Regions from separate parts of the Mus musculus genome. Here all the other regions are linked to region 3. A link is a contact called in public Micro-C and promoter capture Hi-C data. All regions are on one chromosome and are shown on one strand. The core of a region is the stretch at or near the end of the contact, and the rest is flanking DNA. Distances in the headings are between cores, read along the strand shown.

Region 1 (3,466 bases), core at 534-3,033, 77 kb after region 3:
GCACTTACTTACTCTCCTATTAAAATCAGGGTTACTGTTATCAGAAGTGAGGCCACAGATGTGGCCTGGTATCTAAGCAACACAGGCTTTTGCCTCTGACCCCAGTGGCCTTGGCAGGCCCACTGCAGCAGCTGCATTTATAGGCTCAACATTGGAGGGAAGGGCCGCAGGACCAGGGTCTTCCTATGCAGGGCTGAGTACAAAGGCAGGCACCCAGCTCCTGCTGCCAGGCTTAGGGAAGCTGCCACAGAATACAAGCCTAGCTAGGCCTTTCAGGGAATGGAGACAGGCAGGGTGACCGAGAAAGGCAAAACTGTGCAGGTGCAGGAGTCGGTGGTGAGAACCTGCAAGGGACCTGGAGCCTCTGGATGAGGCGAGGACGGAAGCAGAAACACACAGAGGTAGCATCGGAAACAGAGCAGGGTCAGCTCCTTCACCAGCAAGGACACGTTTTCTTCCATCACTTGAGAGGCACAAGCATGAGCAAAACCCATCACTGACAGGGGTGTGAGGCCAGCCTTCAAATGGAGGCATTAGATTTCACAGACCACAGACAAAGCCACGCAGCCTGCAAAACTACTGACTAAAAGGCCCGTAACATCAGTGATTGGTCTGTGCACGGACAGTCTGTTCACCACACATGCTAAGCTGTAACCTTATTTTTTCTAGTGATTTCTGGTCTCTGTGAAAGGACTAGGCGGTTTGTCTCTAGCTGGAGGTAGTGTAAGAAGGCAGGAGCTAGATCAGTGAGTGATTCTCAACCTGTGGGTAGTGACCCCTATGGGGTGGGAGGTGTCAAATACCAGATATCCTGCACATCAGATATTTACATGACAATTCATAATAGTAGCAGAATTACAGTTATGAAGTTGCAACAAAATGAATTTTTTGGTTGGTTGTCACAACATGAGGAACTATATTAAAATGGTCACAGCATTTGGAAAGTTGAAAACCACTGCACTAGATGGTAGTGAGGATGCATCTGGCTTATGAGACAGAGAGAAAGGGAAGTGTTTTGAGGTCAGAGGTCTGCTGTCACGTGGTAGGGACAGCTCTGCTCCTGTGGGACCTGATGTCTATGTGATGAGCTAACTCAAGAATACAGTCTGGTGGACTGAGAGTGAGTGTCATGTACAGGAGATGGGGGAGGGGGGAAGGCTTCCGAGAGAATGGCATTCTACCCTGAGAGCTCGGGTAGGCTGGACAGTAGCCAAAACGTGGAAGACAGTGGTCCAGGCATGGGCTGAAGGCATAACCAACAGAGACTACAGGAAGTAAATGTCCAGGCTGACTCCAAATAGAAGGGGAGCAATTGTACAAAGTGAGAGAGACTCAGGCATGATTGTGCACACCATTAACCCCAGCAGCTGGGAGACACGGGCAAGGACATCTCTGTGAAGTTCAAGGCCAGGCTGGTCTAGAGTTCCAGGAAAGCCACCAAGGTTACATAGTGAGACCTTGCAGGGTAGGAGGGGACGGATCAAGGAGGGAGGAAGGAAAACTCCTCCCAAAACACACACACACACACACACACACACACACACACACACACAACCCCAGGCAGAAAAGCCAAGGCCCTTAACATAGATGAGCCAGTGAACACATTCTCCTAGATAACAAACTGAGCTCCAAACTGGAAAGATGGGTGGGGAGTCAGTGTGGCAGAACAGAGGAACAAAGACTGGAGCTCTTCCGGGCACAGACCTTCTTCAGTGGATGCTTCCATCCCTCAAGAGTCATGGGCAATGGGGAATCAGACAGGCTGGTGGAGGGGTGAAGCCGACTCAGGACTGAACGAGTCAAGCTACTGAACACTCAGCGAAACCCAACCCAGCGGCTCCAGCTTCTACTCCCTAGAGAGACCGTGGCTGAAGCTGCTGCAGGAGGCAGACAAGACACGGTTTTCTAGCTGAGTCAGTAGGCACTGCTGTGTGTGCGACCAGGCTTGGTAAAGTCTTCAAATGAATCATTGAGATCTCATAAAGATGGTGGTATTTATGGCCTTGATACTGTTTTTTGCTTTTAGTTTAGCCTGGCCCAAAGTTTTGGGTTTAATGAGGAATCAATAAAACATTGGTTCAAAGACTTGGAAGAGGGGGCACTATATTGTAAATTACAACAAAAAATAATTTAGGGTAAAAACACTAGGAAGAAAGGGAGGGGCAGCGATCACAATATGCAATCACTTATTCTATAAACATTTACGTGAAACTACATGTCACACGATGTCACACGACATCACACGATGCCACAGACAATGGCAACTGCCCCACACATTTCATGCTAACCGCATCTCTACTGTAGTCAAGACACGTCAAGGGACTGACGCATACCAAGGTTTTTCTATGGTTTTCCTTAAGGTTTTTCCATGACCCAACTTTTTAAACTAGAGGTCACGTTACTGGAAATCATGAAAAAAGCAACATGCAAAGCTGGGAACAGTAAAAGAGTCTTGAATGCACAATGACCAAAAATTAATTCCACATCAAACACGTAATGAACCCAAGGCATGTCTGCCTGAGCCCCTGCCCCCTGCCCCCTCACGTATGAACACTGCACTGCCTACGGCAACCTGCCTTACCCCAGCCAATGCCGGCTGAAACACCTCAGAGCTCAGCCTAAGTGCTGCTGTCCACTACAGACTGCATTTCTGCTCTGCATTTCTGCTCTGCCTTGAGAGAAGCATAGTAGTTCACTTATGGAAAACAAAGACACTTAATATTTTCCTACTGACATTCCTTGGCATGTAAGGACCAAACTAGTGTATTTTGATACTATATGGTTTTAAGTATATTCAATTTTAAAAACTGCCGTTGAAGCTGCAAGCTTGGATTTCACTAAAAAATAAAGCAAAACCAACCAAACAAAACAAAATCAGGATGAAGTTTAGCTTGGGATTAGGAAGGATTTCCAAAGTGGTCCTAAATTAACTTCTGCCAATTTGTACCACATATTTATGCAAAGCAGAATCCTCAATACTGATAATTACATAATCAAATCAATCAACTCTGAAAAAAACACTGAGGCTGCTTACAGCTGGAGCTGTTACAGCTCTCCAGGATTTCTGAGTATGACTGCTACTTCCTGGGGGCACCCAGTTTCACTCACATCATACAACTTAGGGCTCACGTGCCGCTCTACCCAGTAGGTGCTCCACACAGTAGGCCCCCCACACAGCAGGCCCTCACTACTCTTCTCGTAGCTAGTCTCAGCTCTTAAGATTCAACTCAAAAGCCACCCACCCACCTCCTATGTCTAACTCTCCAGGCCAGAAACAAGTCTACTTCTCTAAGATCCCCGACTCTCCCAGAAGCTGTAATGTGGTGGCTCACTCCTACAAATCCCAGGCCAGCCTGGACTACAGAGAGAAACCCAACTGCAAAGACACCAAGTGAGTGACCAAGAAGAGTTTCGTGTGTAACGTGACAACCTGAGACCAAGCCCTGAAACCCTCCCTGTGCCCCTT
Region 2 (3,105 bases), core at 505-3,004, 110 kb after region 3:
CAAGAAGAACAAAGACCAAAATGTGGACACTTTGCCCCTTCTTAGAATTGGGACCAAAACACCCATGGAGGGAGTTACAAAGTTTGGAGCTGAGACAAAAGGATGGACCATCTAGAGACTGCCATATCCGGGGATCCATCCCATAATCAGCTTCCAAACGCTGACACCATTGCATACACTAGCAAGATTTTGCTGAAAGGACCCTGATAGAGCTGTCTCTTGTGAGGCTATGCTGGGGTCTAGCAAACACAGAAGTGGATGCTCACAGTCAGCTATTGGATGGATCACAGGGCTCCCAATGGAGGAGCTAGAGAAAGTACCCAAGGAGCTGAAGGGGTCTGCAACCCTATAGGTGGAACAACAATATGAACTAACCAGTACCCCCCCCCCAGAGCTCGTGTTTCTAGCTGCATATGTATCAGAAGATGGCCTAGTTGGCCATCAGTGGAAAGAGAGGCCCATCGGTCTTGCAAACTTTATATGCCTCAGTACAGGGGAACGCCAGGGCCAAGAAGTGGGGGAGGGGGGGAGAGGGTATGGGGGACTTTTGGGATAGCATTGGAAATGTAAATGAAGAAAATACCTAATAAAAAATAAAAAATTAAATCACAAGGAATAGGAACATTTGCAACAGTAGCTAGTTTCTAAATGAATATACACAAATATAAACATTTACAATGTGTAATCAGAGATGATAAGCCACAAACTAGTAATGATGACAAGAAGCACACCTTTCTTTACAAAGAGGAAACTTTAAAACTGCAGAACACATTAACATATACCTGTTCTAAGCCACCATTATAGCTTTAAGCTATTCACGAGTAGCATGTGAAGAAAAATGGCAATAGAAAAATTTCAAAACCATTCAACTGATTAAAGCTTTGATAGGTGTTTATGTGTCAGAGGATTTTGAAACAGTGAAAGGTTAAGGCTGAATAGTTTTGAAAGAACAGCTTGGCAATACCCATAAACTTAAATTAACCCAATAATTACAGTCCTAAAAATTGATCCTTTAGACAATTCAGTGCAAAAACTAAATTAAGCATATAACTATTTTTTTTTCGTAAGAAAACACTTTATATATTGACTTTTTATAATTTTATGTGGCTTGCCGGCTTGTATGTCTGTGTGAGGGTATCAGATCATGGAGTCACAGACTGTTGCAAGCTGCCGTGTGGGCACCGGGACTTGAACCCAGGTCCTCTGGATGAGCAGTCAGTGCTTCCAACCACTGAGCCATCTCTCCTGACCCTTGAATTGACCAGCGTTGTTATAACCAGCATTTATTTAAAGTGTATCAAAGGTTTTCATCTTAAACACCACCCCTCCTGCTCCCTTCCACTCAACCCCCCAACACGAGGATCCTGTCTGTGTGTGTGCTGCTGTTTATCAGAACAATGATTTATGTGTCATCAGTGGTGAGAAATTAAGGCCGCTTGGGGAGCAGTGCCATAGCTCCTTCACTAGGAGGACAGGCCACTTAGAAGGTGGCTATGAGGGACTTCACCCCAGGGGTAGCACTTCTCTGAAGGATTTACAGGGAAGATATGAGTGTCTGATTCATTGCCTGGAGAGGTGTGCCATTTTATTCCAACTTTATCAGAATTTTCAAAACTTGGGGATTTTCTTCCTGGTTGCCACATTTTTTATTTCCTACAGAGCAACCTTTACTCAACAGAATTGATATAGACACTTCCGGACTGTGCCACCTGGCCCTTTGATGGCTTCTCCAGCCAAATCCTGAACTGCAGACTGTGGTGTGTCCAGTCCGAAAGCAGAAGTTGACCTCTCTGCAGACTTTAACCTGAGCACTGCTCACACTAAATGTGAGATGAATATGACAAGACAGCTTACAGCTTTCCGGAAATTCTAGTCCATGGAGGGCATGTTTAAGAATCGTCATGACAAAAAAAAAAAAAAAAGTCTGTTCTAAACAGAATTCCCTTATTCCAGTGGTTGATAGTTCTGAACACTGGGTAACATTTCTCCACAGGATCAATCAATGGAGCTTAAATATGTGATTGCAAGTAGACAAGAGAGACAGAAGCAAACATTGGCAGCCTTTCTGTTTTGACATGTGTGTGACTTTAATACGATGCGATGCGATGTTGTTAGAGAGTGTCAGTGCGCATACTCCCTTAGTCCAGCAGCTATAGGATGACAAACGAAACTTTTGTAAATTTCCAGGCAACAGAAACATTTGGACTTTTCTTTAAAAATAAATTTCTAATCCAGGGGAACAGAATGGTATCTAACTTCTCTCTCTCTCTCTCTCTCTCTCTCTCTCTCTCTCTCTCTCTCTCTCTCTCTCTTGTAGATCCCATACCCTCACTAAAATGTTCTGAGTGACCCAGCATGCAAGAACATGTAGCTGGTGCCTGTCTTCCCTGCTGCCTCAGTAAGATTGCTATTAAAATGCTTTTAACTCTATATTTTAAAAGATGTAGGCATGTTTTCATCACCCAGGGAACGTAGGCATGCTTGGTCACTTCTAGAAGCCATGACTGTTCTGATTTTACCAGGTTTCTCCCACTGCAGAACTTCACACTCTTGCAACTCATTCTCTTCCCTTGGCATAGACTTCGGGGATTCATTCCTGTTTCTGCATGCAAGAGGGAGCAAGCGGGTTGCTCCCTTCGTTACTTAATTGCATTCCACTGTCTGAGCACATCAGTTTATTTTTCCTGCTCTATTGATGGGCACCTGGGTTGTTTCCAGCTTTGGGGCTATTAGGAATAAAACTGCTATAAGCTTTCTTACACAAGGCTTTTTGTGGGCGAATGTTTTCATTTATTTTGTATAAACACTAAAATTGGTATTACTGAGTCATACAACAGATGTGTGCTTAACTCTTTAAGAAATGGCTAGCTTGCCAAAGTGGTTAAACCATTCTGTATTCTTACCAGCATGGATGAAAAGTTCTGTCTGCTTCATATTCTTGCTAACCTTGGGTGGTGTCTTAGAGTTTTACTGCTGTGAACAGACACCATGACCAAGGCAACTCTTATAAGGACAACATTTAACCTTGGCTGACTTACAGGTTCAGAGGTTCAGTCCATTATCGTAAAGTCAGGAACATGGCAGCATCCAGTCAGCCATGATATA
Region 3 (3,531 bases), core at 735-3,234:
GGCCAGCCTGGGCTACATGAAATCTTGTCTTTTAAAAAAGCTGCCTAATGCAGTTCCTTCCGCCATTGCAAAGCCAGCAGCACAATTAGAATCCTTCCAGCTTCAAGTCTTTCTCTGCTGTAGTGGGATACACTCTCCCCTTTAAGCCATGTAAGGGGCTGGAGAGATGCCTCAGTGACTAAGAGCACATTTTGCTCTCAAGAGGGACCTGGGTCTAATTCCTAGCACCTACAGGATGGTTTGCAACCACCCATAACTCCAGTCCCAAGGGATCCATTGTCCACTTCTGATCTCCTTGGGGGCCAGGTACTCACATGGTGCACATTCATACATGCAGGCAAACAAAACAAAACAAAACAAAACAAAACAAAACAAACCCTCGTACCTGAGATGAAATGAATGATGATAACTCCCACAAACCCACATTCCTGCTGGACTAGGTCCACCGGAATTAACATCCCCATCTCAGGACAGCTTCCCAGTCGCCTTTCCATGGACGACACCGTATCTACATCTTGTGGGTATAGGACAGAGGTGAGGCACGTTATTCAGCCTACTGCATGGACGAGCTCAAAATTTCAAAGAACAATTCAGGTGTTGGGAATGGATGTCACAAATATTGAAATTAGGATTATGTAAAGCACACAGTAAAAAGAGGGTTGACAGAAAAAAATAAAATAAAATAAACCCAAACAACAACAAAAACCCAAGCTGAACCAACCAACCAATCAACCAACCAACCAACCAACCAACCAACCAACCAACCAACCAACCAAAACCAACCAAACAAGAGGGCTGGAGAGATGGCTCTGAGGGTAAGATCACTGGCTGCTCTGGCCGAGGAGCCAGGTTCAGTTCTCAGCACCCACATGGCGGCTTACAGAGTCTGTAACTTCAATTCCAAGAGATGAAACACTCTCTTCTGGCCTCCGCAGGCAATGCACACACAGTGCCCAGTCATCTACGCAGGCAAAACGCACCTAGACACGCAGAGAAACAAAAATCCTAAGCAAAGAGCTAAACTGCAACAGGCATACACACCCTAGTTACCAGAGGCAGCACTGCTTAGCCAGGTGAAGGAGCCAGAGCAAGCAGTAAAGTATTATGGGATAGTCATAGTCTTTTTCTCTCAGAACTAAAACACTTAAACCACAGTGTGAAAAACAATATATTAGCATTCCTTAAACTGGTTTAAAGACTTGGTTTAATGATTTTTAACAAGAAAGATTCATGTTTATTATTATTATTATTATTATTATTATTATTATTATTATTATGCATGTGTGAACCCAGAACTTCTTCAAGAACTTGACCATTGAAACTTTCCAGCCTCATCTGCTTGATTTTCATGAAGGGCTGGGGCAGAGCATACAAAAAGCTCCACACAGAGATGTGGCCACACAGAGAATCTGGAGTTTAAGTTGAGGAAAAAGGAACACGACATCTACATCCAAGGAAGAATAGATCTGGTCTACAGAGTGAGTTCCAGGACAGCCAGAGCTATACAGAGAAACCCTGTCTCAAAAAACAAACAAACAAACAAACAAAAACACAACAAAAAACAAAACAAAACAAAACAAAAAAACAAACAACAACAACAAAAAAAACCCAAACAAACAACCAAACAAAAACAAGCAAACAATCAAAAGAATAGATTTGGGACCGTGATTTTATTGACCATTTGAGGATCGATACAAGAGGCAAGAACCAGATGCTAGGGGAAGGTCCCAAGTGAGCATGCTTCCAGGACTTCACCGTCTTGGCTGACCAGCGTCCTTGGGTGGATATGCTGTTTACCTAGAGGGTTCTCGGCGTCTCTGGACACCACCCACCTAGCCCTGGGAAGCATCTTGTGTCCAGGCTGTGCCATTCCAAACTGTCCCGGGCTAGCAGAGGAATTCAGCAAAATTGCTGCCCTTAAGAGTCTCCTGTACCGTCAACGAACAGGCCAGGCCAGGCCAGGGGAACACTGGCCAGAAGGTGGAGCCCACGAGCCTGGTGAAGTGCGGAGGTGGCAGTAGCTAAGGCTCAGTTCCAAGGCCTTTGCTGGGGGATTGGCAAGGCGCCATTAGGAATATAGCGTTGGTTTGCTCTCTTGGGTATCCAGGGCAGCTCAAGGTCGGGAGTATTCCAGGACAGTGTGTTGAGGCTTGCGCTGTGGGTGGCTGCTATCTGTTCCACCAGCACAGATTTCCAAAGGCAGGGTCACTTGGGCAGGTGATAAGCTTGTTTGTGGTTTAAACAGTTTGGGACCTATTCGCTTACATGGTTGTTGTGCTTCATCTAGGTTAACTGCCTTAACTGCCTGTCCTCCTAACCCTTGAGTTGCAAAGAATGGAAAGAGGACAGCGGAGAGACAGGGAAGCAAGCGGACCGTCTCCAGCCTGTGCGCCTGACTCAGTAGACTGCGGCGCTGGCTCATCCTGGGAGCGCAGAGGGAATGTCAGCCTCACACAGCCTGGCACCTTGTGCAGTGACACCTTCAGGGTTTGTGGGGACAAGCCGCCTGCCAGACACACGGCTTATTATAAGTCAGATGATACAAGTTTACATATGAATATGAACACAGGCAGCTTGAACAAGCCCAGTGAGGCTAATGAACTTCCTGATTGGCAAAATTAGAACTCTGATGCAAAGCATGGTTAGGATATGAAGGTCTTGGGTTCTGAAGGGAGGAAAGTCACTCTGGTAGGTAAGAGAGGTGAAACTCGGTGGCCTCGGTGGCTGACAAATTTAGGGTGCAGACGGAGGGAATTCGAAGAGCCATGCTCATACTGCGTTTGTGGTCACAATAAACAAAAACCAGTAAGCTAAAGAAATAACTGGACTATATGATGTTTATTAGACTATCTCAAACCCAGAAATGAATACACTATCTATCTATCTATCTATCTATCTATCTATCTATCTATCTATCATCTATCTATCTATCTATCTATCTATCTATCTATCTATCAGTTTGCATATGATATGGTGTCATTAAGACAAACTATTACCAAATAATATCTTGGGCTACAAAGATAGCTCAGTGGTTAAGAGCACTGGCTGCTCTTGCAGGGACCCAGATTCAAGTTCCCCAGCATCTTCGGGGCAGCTTGCAACCGTCCATAACTGTAGTTCCAAAGGGTCTAATGCCCTCTTCTGGCCCCCGCAGGTACTGCACACATGTCCCTCTAGAGTGGTCCAGCTTTTCTTAAGCTTTTGTTACTTATGTGTGTGTGCATGTGCTGGTGTGTGCATGTCACAGCACACATGCAGAAGTCAGAGCACAACCCACAGGAGTAAGTCCTATTCCTCCACCATGGGGGCCTAGGGTTCAAAATCAGGTTGTCTGAGCTGGTGACAAGCACCCTGATCCACTGAGTCACCCTAGCCAGTCCAAGATCTAGTCTTTTAAACCCCTCTTCTCTGGCCCTCGGTCACATGAGATATGAAGCATAAATGATAATCAATCACCTATTTAGTTCTGTGGACCACAGGAAAATGGTTTTCTTGCTATAAAGTGGTTTTGCTTTTTGATTTGAGATGGAG

What was found. Promoter capture Hi-C pulls out the DNA fragments that hold promoters and counts their contacts. Hi-C and Micro-C count contacts between places; a contact is called where the count stands out from the background.
Region 1: a Micro-C map of granulosa cells shows a contact between it and region 3, with 2.7 times the contacts expected there. The contact joins two enhancer-like sites. A contact is called at or near these places in 4 of 39 promoter capture datasets (liver, maxillary cranial neural crest and pre-B cells), 2 of 15 datasets of contacts at CTCF or cohesin (CD8 T cells and large pre-B cells), 31 of 484 Hi-C or Micro-C datasets (the 63-12 cell line, 8-cell embryo, the AML12 cell line and 23 more), 8 of 115 datasets of contacts at active chromatin or transcription factors (CD8 T cells, cardiomyocytes, differentiating embryonic stem cells and 2 more) and 2 of 9 other capture datasets (adipose tissue and liver).
Region 2: a contact with region 3 is called in a promoter capture Hi-C map of liver, with 3 times the contacts expected there. The contact joins two enhancer-like sites. A contact is called at or near these places in 10 of 39 promoter capture datasets (the HPC-7 cell line, HPC-7-derived erythroid cells, cranial neural crest and 6 more), 2 of 15 datasets of contacts at CTCF or cohesin (large pre-B cells and pro-B cells), 31 of 484 Hi-C or Micro-C datasets (B cells, CD4 T cells, CD8 T cells and 19 more) and 6 of 115 datasets of contacts at active chromatin or transcription factors (CD8 T cells, bone marrow-derived dendritic cells, bone marrow-derived macrophages and 2 more).

What each region holds. Positions count from the first base shown.
Region 1 is chr9:77,928,613-77,932,078 of GRCm38.p6, reverse strand. All of the region lies in intron 1 of Elovl5 (ELOVL family member 5, elongation of long chain fatty acids (yeast)), which reads right to left. Among named protein-coding and RNA genes, the nearest start is that of Elovl5, 13 kb to the right of the region's middle. Within about 2 kb of position 1,783, at least 128 of the 459 cell types and tissues checked have an H3K27ac peak or open chromatin away from gene starts, as enhancers often do. A contact at or near this core is called in CD8 T cells, the CH12 cell line, adipose tissue and 2 more, where this site is marked.
Region 2 is chr9:77,891,285-77,894,389 of GRCm38.p6, reverse strand. No RefSeq gene overlaps it. Among named protein-coding and RNA genes, the nearest start is that of Elovl5, 25 kb to the left of the region's middle. Within about 2 kb of position 1,754, at least 5 of the 459 cell types and tissues checked have an H3K27ac peak or open chromatin away from gene starts, as enhancers often do. A contact at or near this core is called in liver, where this site is marked.
Region 3 is chr9:78,005,299-78,008,829 of GRCm38.p6, reverse strand. It overlaps a transcript of Gm34829 not described here. Among named protein-coding and RNA genes, the nearest start is that of Gm39375, 5.8 kb to the left of the region's middle. Within about 2 kb of position 1,984, at least 44 of the 459 cell types and tissues checked have an H3K27ac peak or open chromatin away from gene starts, as enhancers often do. A contact at or near this core is called in CD8 T cells, the CH12 cell line, adipose tissue and 3 more, where this site is marked.